2 separate regions of the Delphinus delphis genome follow, and region 2 is linked to region 1. A link is a contact called in public Hi-C data. All regions are on one chromosome and are shown on one strand. The core of a region is the stretch at or near the end of the contact, and the rest is flanking DNA. Distances in the headings are between cores, read along the strand shown. Region 1 holds the start of DNAJA3 (DnaJ heat shock protein family (Hsp40) member A3). Region 2 holds the start of MGRN1 (mahogunin ring finger 1).

Region 1 (6,069 bases), core at 2,211-4,710:
GTGCTCCCATACTCAACCCCCGCTTCACTCCAGGACTGAGGGGTTACCTTGACTTATCTGGCCTGTTTCCCCCACCCCTTCCAATCCAGAAGGCAGAGGGTGGTAGTGGCAAAGGTTCTGGAAGCTGCAGCTTCTACATCATGAGAAGAGAACTCAGGCTTGGGTTAGAATGGGAGACAGTAATGTGCACAACTGCATATAAAGACAAGTACATTTAACTAGCACAAGTTTGATGACTTGACATTATCCCAAAGGCATCAATGATTAGCAATGATTAGAAAGAGCTCACTTAATAGACATATTTTCCCCCGAGATATGACCAATAAATGTCTTGCCCATTTTAGAACAACCCAGAACAGGATTAGCTTCCAAGTCATTCCAAGAATGGCCAACCTTCCACTCTGGGAGAAGGTGTGAAATAACTACCTTCCATTCTGGGAGAAAAAGTCAGATTTAAAGTGTTGTTTTTAGGGACCTCCCTGGTGGCACAGTGGTTAAGAATCTGCCTGCCAATGCAGGAGACATGGGTTCAATCCCTGGTCCAGAAAGATCCCACATGCCGCAGAGCAACTAAGCCCGTGCACCACAACTACTGAGCCTGCACTCTAGAGCCCACAAGCCACAACTACTGAGCCCTCATGACACAACTACTGAAGCCCATGAGCCTAGAGCCCGTGCTCCACAACAAGAGAAGCCACTGCAATGAGAAGCCTGCACACCATAACGAAGAGTAATCGCCGCTCGCTGCAACTAGAGAAAGCCTGCGCACAGCAACAAAGACCCAATGCAGCCAAATATAAATAAATAAATAAATTTTTTAAATAAATTGTTTTTACATCATCTAACTGTACTGCTGGATTTGAGATGAGATCACACACCAACGTTTGGGAGCTGAGATGATGACCTTAGATGTGGTAACAGTGCACCTTGAAGGATGCCACCTCTCACAGGTGTTCAACACCTGTTACAAAACATGCCCATTGTGGGCACTGGGCTCACTTGGGGAAAAGGACAGCTGACTGCAGTTCCTTAGTAATCACGCCATGCCAGGCTCAGTACTTAGTGCTTGTCTGTCTCTCACACATACACATACACAATTATCAAAAAATGTTCCCAAACCTGGACAAATGTGATATGAACTAATTTAGCTTAATAGGTATCTAAGGAATTAGTAATTGAGCACAAAGATGTAGTCAAATTCTATTCACAACAACCTTGACATTAGAAAACGTTGGCAAAACCTAAAAACGACCACTTTTGCTCATACTGAGAAATACAGCATGACATCAATCCAAATAATCCTGAGGAAACCTGGGCAGACTACTGCTCCATCCATCCATGAGGAAATATAGGTGGCACGAACAGAATTTAAAAATGTGACCATTCTGGGGCTTCCCTGGTGGCGCAGTGGTTGAGAGTTTGCCTGCCGACGCAGGGGACATGGGTTCGTGCCCCGGTCGAGGAAGATCCCACATGCCGCGGAGCAGCTGGGCCCGTGAGCCATGGCCGCTGAGCCTGCGCGTCCGGAGCCGCAACGGGAGAGGCCACAACAGTGAGAAGCCCGCCTATCGCAAAAAAAAAAAAAGGGACCATTCTGACCAAAACCACATCCAATCTCTTTGTTCTCTGCTGTATCCCCTGTACCTAGAACAGTACCTAGCATACGACAAGTCCTCAATAAATACCTGTAAATAAAAAAATTTTCAATTAAGGAATAAGAGGCACAAAAGGATTAAATAATCCACCCAGGTCGCACACACATTACTGGAGTAGTGTTCACTGTACAAGGTAATAACAATTACTGATACTTTAATTACTGGCTTTTATGTAAGTATTAAAAATTGGATCTCAATAGGAAATTACCTTGTGTAAATTACCTTGCCAGGATCCTCTAATTAATCATCTTTGTAAGTTTATAGTTTAAATATCATTTGCACAAATTCTAGGGAACACAAACATCTAGCCCAATCCAGGCACATCGTTGGTTGTTCACTGTTTCCTCCTTCCTTCCTTATCTCACTATAAGGGAAATCACCCAACACACAGCATAAGAAACCATCATAGCTAAACACTTAAAAGGATTAATATATACTAATTCAACATCACCTCCAGCAATTAAGAAAGCAGCAGGTTTTGAATCAAGGCTCAACTACTTTCTAGCTTTGCGACATTCTTCAAGTTAACATCTAAGCCTCAATTTTTTAATCTATAAAATAGAATTAATAGCAGTGTTTATTACATGGAAATGATCCATGCCTGGTGCATAGTAAGTGCTCAATATATATTAGTTTGCATCAATGACCAAGATAAGAACTTCTTTATTTTTGAATTTTACTTTTTATACAGCAGGCTCTTACTAGTTATCTACTTTATACATATTAGTGTATATATGTCAATCAAAAGGGACTTCTAAAAAACAGTATGTCCTTCAATTTACACCATGTGGTGGAGAGCGTAAGCTATGGAAGAACAGCTCTGGATTTGGGACAACTCTCCTTATCTAACTTTATGACCTTGGGCGGGTCAACTCCTCTGCTAGAACCTCAGTTCCCCACTCTTTAAAATGGGGATGATGGGGCTTCCCTGGTGGCGCAGTGGTTGAGAGTCCGCCTGCCGATGCAGGGGACGCGGGTTCGTGCCCCGGTCCGGGAAGATCCCACATGCCGCGGAGCGGCTGGGCCCGTGAGCCATGGCCGCTGAGCCTGCGCGTCCAGAGCCTGTGCTCCGCAACGGGAGAGGCCACAACAGTGAGAGGCCCGCCTACCGCAAAACAAAAACAAAAACAAAATAAAATGGGGATGATGAGCCCCACCTTGCAGGGTTGTTGTTACCATCAAGTAAGAAGAAGCACAAAGTGCCCAGCTAATCCATGAGCAGGTACTCACCGAATGGCAGTTACCTCTTCCCTTCCATTACAGGCTAGAAGGTAGAGGGAAGGGAAAGGAATTGGGCAGGAGAGCAGCGGCAGGCCGGAAAGAGGCCTCCAGAAATGTTTACAGAGAGGTGAAGGTTCACGGCTGCGGGGCGTTTCATCCCCGCCGCCGGAGGCTCCACGCAGGTCTCCCTCGTTTACCACCTCTGAGTAGCCATTTGGGTCTCTCTGCCTACTGCTGGCCCATCTCCCCCAAGCGATTCTGCATGTAGATCAGAAGACACGCTCCACCCTGCTACCACCGTAGTCGGAGCAAAGCGAGTCACTCCTTTCCAGGCCTTGGAGCCCCTCACTCAGGCGCTGGAGCCTGCACTCACCTGTGAGGCTGACACCCGGTCTCAATGTCAGCAGCGCCCCGGGACCACGAGCTCCCAGGGAAGGCGCAAAGGCTGGGACGCTCAGACTGCGGCCCAGCGACGCCCCCACCACGCCCCCCATAGGCGGCCGAGCCCCCCTCCCCGCTGCAGCCGGCAGCCGCGGAGTCCCCACGGCCACCAGCAACCAGCGTGTAGAGCACCGCGCCGCCATCTTGGCCCGGGGACACTGCGCCTGCGCCACCCGGCTCAAGGCGGCCTCACGCGAACTACGCACGCGCGCAGAGCCGGCACTTCTAGGGGCGGGGCCCGCTGCGTTCACTCGCGGGGGGAGTGAGGGAGACACACGCACGCACCCGGGCGCACGCGCGCGTTGCGCGTGCGCGTCCGCACCCAATGCGCTTTCTTCGTAGCAGACGCCGAAATGATGTTTGCTCTAAGAACTGCTAATAGGTAACTTGCCTTGAAGAGCCTAGTCATTCTGTGTTGGATGATCAATACTGTACCTTATCTGTATAAGGGCGTGGTTGAGTGCAGCCGAATGTAACTGGTCTGAGGGGCCCGGCAAGGGGCGGGACTACAAACCCCGGCGTGCAATGCGGCCGTCAGTAGCGCAGATCTCAGCATGCAGCGCGCGGCTTCCTTCCTCCTGACCCTAAGTCCTAGGTCTCCTTGCTTGAGGCTTACTCATCCGGCGTCGGCGCAAGCGGCTGCGGTCTCTGCCCTACTCCTAGATCCAGGCCTCAAGCTCACTCTCCCTCTGGATGATTCCCCACGAAAAGAACTTTGATCGCTCAGCTGTCTCCTAAGCGCATTTGTCTTTTCCAAACCTGTAGTGAACTTGGCGGTCGCTGAATGTGAGCCGAGCTACCCGAAAACGAATTTAATAAACGTTTTGGTCACCTATTAGGTGTCCCGCGCGTTCTAGAATGTCGAGGATGCAATGATGAATGACATACCATCCCTACTTTGGAGGAGCTCACGATGAGTCGAGAGACAGGCTCCTTGGCAACTAAGATAATGTGATCAGTGCTATTGTAGGTATAAACAGTGTTACAGGCACACAGGTGACGAGTTTCTCAAATAGGTCGGGAGCATTGGGATGTCAGGGAAGGCATCTGAGAGGTAACATTCGAGTTGGACTTTGGTGAAAAGTGTGTCAGGTAGCGGTGGAGGGGAAGAGTATTCTAAGCAGCAAGAACTTCAAAAGCAGATGTGAAAGTGCTTGCCCTGTACGCTCTAAACTTGGGGGTGTATGACTGGAGATGAGGCTGGAAAGATAAACCTGGCCTGGTAAGTCCTGTAGAGGGGTTTCTGCTTTCACACTCCCACCGCCACCACCCCTAACAATAGAAAGGTAACCTGAGGGCTCATGGATGAATTTAAGATGGTCTGTGCTCCTTGCCCCTTCCCCCATTATACATGAAATTTTTGTGTATGTGGATATAAATCTGGGGAAATATCCATAGCTTTCATCAATCAAATTCTCCACAGGCTCTGAAATTGAAAGAAGGTTAAAAACCACCGAAGAAGAGTTATGAGGCTGTTGTAAACTGCAAGAAATAGTTGAGAGTTTGCGCTAGGAAATGTAGAGGACTGAGGTGAGCAAGGGACGTTCTAGAGAAACAGGAAAAGGCTGTCCATGGGATGGGAAGTGGGAAAAAGAGTTTGTTTAATATTTAAATGTCTCCAGCATAGTGCTTAAGCTTATGGGCTGTGGAGTCAGACTGCCTGGGACTGAATCCCAGCTCTGCTGTGTGTCCTTGGACAACTTACTTTACCTCTCTGTGCCTCAGTTTCCTTTCTCTTGTTTTTTTGGCTGCGCCACGCGGCACACAAAATCTTAGTTTCCTGACCAGGTATCGAACCTGTGCCCGCTGCAGTGGAAATGTGGAGTCTTAACCATTGGACCAGACCGCCAGGGAAGTCCCTCAGTTCCCTTTCTCTAAAATGGGGCATAATAGTAACTACCTCAAAGGATCATCTGAGGACAGAGTGAGATAATCCATGTAAAGCCTTCATACTGTACTTGGCACATAGTAAGTGCTCAATATATGTCAGTCCTATGTCCCAGGCTCTATGCTAAGCACTGGAACACCAAGGAGAACGCAGACAGTTACTTGCCCAAAGGGATCCCAAAACCTAAGGGGAGCGGGGAGGGTGCTGGATGAGAAGTACAGCTTTCAGGAATAAAAGCTGAGAACAAGAGCCAAAGGGATTTTCATTTACCACCTCAGAGTGAGTTAGGAACTAGAGGAGGGCTCACTAATATGAAAACTTTGTCAGCTTTGTAACTTCCTCACTTTTTTGTATTTTAGTACCAGCCCCTCCCCCCATCTACTTCCCCACACTGATTAACAGTGAAGATCCTCCACACCAAAAGTGGGTGTGTGTTCTTGTTTTTGGGGATAGCAGGAAGGCTGATTGTTGGGGAGGCCATAGGGAATGGAGTGGGTGAGGGTGACTACTAAAGGAGGGGAAAAAGGTCCAGGAGAGAACACGGAAGCCTCTGGCAAGACTCCCTGGTGAGAGCAGCCTAGGGCTATGCCTGCTTTCTCTCACTGCTAGTCACCATAGAAAAACAAGAGATGATACAGTTACTAAACGAGTAGATTACAAAGCTTGGGAAATCTCCACAGCAGTGGTCCTTGGTCTGTGCTTCCTGAATCATCTTGAGTCGATGGTTGTTTCGAGACAACGAATATGCTTTTTTATGTTCTCCAAACAGTAGTCATGCCAAGCTAAAAATCCCAGGAAAGAAGCAGTTTTGGGGGAAAAAGATAATGAGTTATTATTACTTGGACTGAACACCCCTGAGATATC
Region 2 (6,069 bases), core at 1,587-4,086, 170 kb before region 1:
CCTGTGCGCCACAACTACCGAGCCTGCGCTCTAGAGCCCGCGAGCCACAACTACTAAAGCCTGTGTGCCTAGAGACCGTGCTCTGCAGCAAGAGAAGCCACCGCAATGAGAAGCCCGCACACTGCAACGAAGAGTAGCCCCCACTCACTGCAACTAGAGAAAGCCCGCGCGCAGCAACGAAGACCCAACGCAGCCAAATAAATAAATTAAATAAATAAATTAATTTTAAAAAAAATTGGACAGATTTTAAAAGTCCTCACATACACACACACACACACAGAGGTAACCATGAGATGATGGATGTGTAAATAACCTTATTGTGATAATCATTTCCCGATATATACACATATCAAATCATTACACTGTACACCTTAAACTTACGCAACGTTATATGTCAATTATATCTCAGTAAAGCTGGAAAAAAATTGGACAGTGTTACAGAGGTGTTAAAAAAATACTAGCACCCAATGATTCTTTCTAATATAATCAACAAAATTGACAGAGACCTGAAAAGATAACAACTGTCTCATAAATTGATTGTACAGTCCATGGTCCCTAAAATCATCTCAACCCCCCTTCCGTCCCCAGTCCATGCTTGGGAACACATACTCAAGTACTGCTTAGGTTCCAGACTGCCTCCCGGAATAAGGTGGCCCGAGGGACAGGAAGCAGAAAAGACAGCCTTTGAACTGGAGAGGCTGAGCACTCTAATCACTGGCAGCAAAATCGAGGTGGCCCATGGTATTCACCTGGGTGCCAGCCCCAATAGATTGTGGTTGACTCGGGTGTCCACAGAGTGGACCTGACTGATTAATAAGGTCTACCAAACAGAATCCAAAAGCAGTGCTGTAAGTGCCTTGTATTTGTGATTTTGTCCAAATGCCCAACTGAAGGGACATCAGGTTTGCTCTGGTCCCAGGCGACAGGAGGTACCACCTTAAACTTTTTGATATCTCTTCCAAGACATTGCTAACTGCTATTAGAGTCTAAGTTGTTCACTTAATTTATTTTTTGAGCCATTATAGCAGCTAACATTTTTCAAGGACCTCTTAGGCACTAAGCACTGTTCTGAGCACTGTATGAGGATCAGCCCATTTTACAGATGAGGAAACCATGACCCAGGGGGCTAAGCAGCTTGCCTAAGATGACTCAGCCAAAGACGGGCTGGAAGAACATCAGAGATGGAAGAGGATGACTTCAAACAACTGCTCCATCAGATCTGGGGATGTCAGCCTCCAGGGGATCTCTATACCAGGCTGGGCTGCCCTGTCCTTGTGCCTGGGAAAAAGCAGGCGTGGATATCTCCCGTGCCTAGTAGGGAACAGAGCCCTCTGCCCAGCTCTGACTGCATCCCCTCTGACTGCCCCGAACTGTGCTAGTCTCCACTCCCTTTATTTCTGGTGGTCCCAGACACTTGCCTTCTTTCACCTTCCAAAATGAGCGTGAAGCAGTTCTCAAACTTGAGTGGACATCTGACTCACCCTAGGAGTGGGTTTTAAATGCAGGTTCCTAGGCCACAGCAGACCCCAACAAGTCTGAGGCAGGGCCTGGGAAATGCATGTTAAACAAGCTTCCCCACTGTTGGAAGCAGGTGGTGCTGGACCATACTCAGAGGAAACCTGGCCCAGGGGATGCCCACAGGCCAACTGTGAGGCCTAGAAGACCACAAGATGGGATCAGATATTTCAGAAGCCAGGATCAGAGGCTCCAGTCTGAAAGTCTCCATGATGTCCAAATGCCCTGTTCTCTTTCTTCTCTCCTTTCCAGGCAAGTGACCAGATGAGGAGATGGAGCATGAGGAACCCAAACTAAAGTTCCAGGGCAGGCCACACTCCTCATCAGAGGCAGAAAAACAGTGTGGATGAGCACAACTGGTCTGGTAGTCTGACTCATGGTCCTGTACCCAGATGAGCTTCCATCCAGCTCGGAGACCTTGGAAAAGTCACTTCCTCCCTGGGGTTCAGGTCTTTCAGCCACAAAAAAGGAGACTGGAGAACCTGGTAGGTCCCCTCCAACCATTCCCTGGTTGTCCAGCACGGCCTCCCAGCTCCTCTTCCACCGACAGTAATGCCTCCTTGGGCCGAGACCCCCCCCCCCCAAACACAAGCGCCAGGTCACAGGAGAGCTAAGCCTCTGTCCAGACGAGACGGATAGTGTCCAGAACCACTGGCCAGGTCTTCACAAGAAGCCACCAAAGAAAGGGAAAACCGGCGATGGAATGATGTCAATCCTTTTGACAATGACCACTTTGTAAGCACAAGCAAAGCATCGGGCACCGTGCTAAGCCCTCCCAAGCGTCGCGCCCCGGAACCTCACGCCGACCCTGGGGGATCCCTATTGAGCATACCCCAGTGTGCATACAAGGGAGCTGAGGCGCGCAGGAGTGAGCTGACTGACCCAAGGTCACCCAGCCGGGACGAGACAGTCAGCGCCGTACCGACCCACGCCCCGGGGTTCGGATGGAGGGCGCGTGGAGCTCCATGCAGGGAAGCTGCAGGAAGGGCCGCGGGCCGAGCAGAGCCCCCAGCCCACCCTCCGAGGAGGGTCGTGCGCCGAGCCCCGCCGCCCCCTGCCCGCCCCGCGCTCCAGCCCGCGCCTCGCTGTCCGCAACCGGGACCGAGACCCGGGCCGGGGCGGCCGCTCACCGGATTTCGGGGGGTAGCGATAGGCCGAGTTCGCCTGGATGTCGATGTCCTCCACGCCCGCGATGCGGCGACTCAGGATGGAGCCCATGGTGCAAGGCGGGCCGGGCCGAGTATGGGATGGGGGCGGCGGCGGCGCCGGAGGCGTCCTCACGCGGACATAGCCGGTACCAGGCCGCACGGACGCTCGCCCACTGCCACGGGCGCTCGGCCTCCGAGCCCCCACCCCCGGCTCGGCTCGGGGCCAGACGCCACGGCAGCCCTCCGCCCCCCGGGCCCGAGGCACCTCGGGAAATGGAGTCCCCTTGCCGCCGAGGGTGCCCGGCGGCGGCGCGGGATACCCACCTAGGAACTACATTTCCCAGGAAGCTCTTCGCCCGGGCTCGCTGAAGTTGTTGACAAACGGTCCGGGACAAACCAAATGGACCTGAGTCCAGAGGGGAGGAACCATCAACCACACTGCAAACTATCCTTCCCTTTGCATTCCAAGCACAAGACTAACATTGTAACTCTTTAGCTTTTTAATAATCTGTTCATACATAGATCTTGCTAGGAACCAACGCCTTCCATTTACTCCCTCTCTGAAATATCTCCCGGAGCATGGTTCTCCCCACTTCCCTGGGTTTAATCTCCTGGCCCGGCCAGCAGAGGGCAGACCCTTACCTGCCACCCGCAAAGAGCTGGGATGGAACCCAAGATTACCTGGAGCGGTGCACACAGGGGAAGGGAAGCAACTTTTCCGGAACTCTAGGCATCTCTCTGGCTCCACGTCCAGAATAATTCTTTGAAGACATAATTTTAAAGTCCCCCGTGGAGGCAGTAGACCTCTCCCCATTTTACATATAGGGAAACTGAGGCACAAAGAAGGGAGGGGGCCACACATAAGGGTGCTCAAGTTTACAAGAATCAGGGTTAGAGTTAAAGCCTCTTCGCAGATTGCAATGTACTTTCTTGGCTTTGTGACTCACACAAAACTCTGTAAGGCCAGGTGAGGATCTGTTTCTACCTACTTTTCATTTGAGAAACAGCAGTTCTGAGGAAGAAAGTGACTTCCCAAGACAAGCCTGTCTATCCAGAAAGGAGCTAGGGAGGGCAGAGGCTGTCTAAGAGTCTCAGATGGTAAATTCACCACAGTCCACATTAAAGTGAGTCCTACACCTTTCCAGACACCAGAACCCAGAATACAACCTTCCTATTTTCAGGGGACCTGGGAAGCCAAAAGTAATAAAAGAAGTGAGGGACTTGTGTTATTATAAGGGAGAGTCCAGGTCTTGGAGCCTGATTTAACCTCTCTGCCCTGCAACCAAGATCCCCATTTACTGAGCACCTACTATGTGCCAGACATTGGTGTTGAAGGCTATGCACATATTCTCTCTTTTAATTCTCTGTTGTAGGTTCTATTTTCATTCCCAATTTACAGAAGAGGAAAGAGGCCAGAAGAAGTGAAGTACCCCACTCAGCTTGCATAGTAGATAAGTGGTAATAAAGCTGGAATTTGAACCAGGTCACTCCTCTTAATGCCACACTCCCCTGCCACCCCCAGCCCCTACCACCCCAGAGACCAGGAATGCTCCAGTGCCAGATTCCCTGTCTCTTGCTCCCAGATGGGCCTGAAGACATCCCCACCCCATGTGACCTTTCTTCCCTTACTTTAAATTTCTTTCTGTTGAATCACATAACACTGTTGAATCATATATACACAAATAGGTATACCAACACAGCATTCAATTTGTCGGTCTCTCTGCTTGTGGGGAGGGAAGGAGAGTACTGAGGGCCTAGATGTTCCCACTGAAAAATAACCCTAAGAGCATGTCCTCCCTACAGATAGTGGGCCAGGGCAGTCATTTCCATGGGCTGATGTTTGATCAATTAAACATTCCTCTTAATAGAGCTTTGGACTTCGGGTATATTTTTCTGTGCTTATGCATGCCCCGGTGGGAGACAGGCCCTTTTTGATTTGATACTGGTTCTACTATCAACATCTTCGCTGGTTCACTTATTTATTCAACAAATATTTATCATGCAGCTACAATGTGAAAAGCAATGAGACAGGCAAAGAGCCAGGAAATAGAGATTAAATGGTGAAACCACCAGATATGAAACATCTAGTGAGGAAACAGACACTACAGGTGAACAAGTGTATAAATACAAAATGTGGTGGGTGCTATAAGGGAAAGGACTGAGGTGCAGTGAAATACTAGGAGAGACCTACTATTCATAGGGGAATCAGGGAAGGCTTCTCTGAGGAAGTGACGTTTAAGCTAGGACTTGAAATACAAGTAAGAGCCAAGCAGGCAAACGCTGAGGGAGTAGGCAGCCCAGGTTCCAGGCAGGGAGAGCAGCATGTGCAAAGGCCCTGAGGAGCTGAGTAAGATCAATGAGCTCAAAGGCCAGTGTGGCTAGAATCAAGTAGGCAGGAGAGTTCAGGAACAGAAGTCAGGAGTGAGGCAGTGGCCAGATCTCAAGGCCCCTCAGTCAGCCAGTATCGGGTCCTTTGAAACATGAAGAAAGACCCCAGGCATACTTCATGGCTAGTATGAATCCCTCAAGTCGACTTCTCAAGCCTTCTGAGGGGGCAGGATCCCTGCCTATTCATTCTTGTGCTCCCAGAGCCAGGCACCCAGTGGATGTCTGATAAACACATCTGTGGAGTGATTGAAGGAATGGAGGTGGAGAGGAGCCCGGGGTCCTGGGCCTACCATCAACTGGCTATGCCAACTTTGCCAAGGTCCTCAACCTCCCTGGACCTCAGGTAAGATGAAGGCATTGCCATAAATTCCTTTTATACCTCCATTACCCCCCATCTACTGGCCCCAGCTGTCAGGCCCAATCCGAGCCTGCTAAGAAATCCAAAGTCCACTCTCTAGCCAGGCTGATCCTGGCTGAAAACAAGGTTGTTTTTTCCTTCCCGCTGCCCCTGGGAAAACAAGCTGGCTGGGGGGCCATAGGGGCCAGAGGGGTGACCTTTGCTCCTGCTAGCCCCACCTGCCCCACCCAGCCAGCCAGCTGGCCTGGAAGAGCTCCTTCTGGGCTGAGCAAGTCTAGGCAGGTAACTGAGTAGTGCCCAGATGAGAGTGAGGGAAGGGGTGAAGGTACTTCCTGCCTCCCTAAGCAAGAAAAGCCCCCAGTGGTCCCTGCCAGGACAGTGCCCACCCTCCTTGGCCAGAAACACACCCTGCTGGCCCACTGGGTGCCTACTCTTTTCCACTGGCTCTGAACACTGTCAAGAGTGTAAGGAAGTTTGGATTCCAGCCTCGGTTTCCTTATCTGTAAAATGGGGCTTGGGTTCCCTACAGTGGTCCAGATGGAGGCAAAGAGGTGAGTGCTAAAATGGTGCTCTGAGCACCACAGGCATTAATCCCCCAGAGCAGTCCTGGGAGAGTTCTAAGCTGCTACCTTGGGTTCTACAAATGAAGGAACTGAAACT

The links. Hi-C and Micro-C count contacts between places; a contact is called where the count stands out from the background.
Region 2: a contact with region 1 is called in a Hi-C map of lung, with 2.7 times the contacts expected there. The contact joins the promoter of MGRN1 here to the promoter of DNAJA3 in region 1. A contact is called at or near these places in 2 of 3 Hi-C or Micro-C datasets (lung and muscle).

Annotation. Positions count from the first base shown.
Region 1 is chr15:52,572,052-52,578,120 of mDelDel1.2, reverse strand. DNAJA3 (DnaJ heat shock protein family (Hsp40) member A3) reads right to left here and starts at 3,460. Exons shown (of 11, transcript XM_060031662.1): 1 at 3,250-3,460. The coding sequence starts at 3,460.
Region 2 is chr15:52,744,074-52,750,142 of mDelDel1.2, reverse strand. MGRN1 (mahogunin ring finger 1) reads right to left here and starts at 2,836. Exons shown (of 18, transcript XM_060031673.2): 1 at 2,646-2,836. The coding sequence starts at 2,733.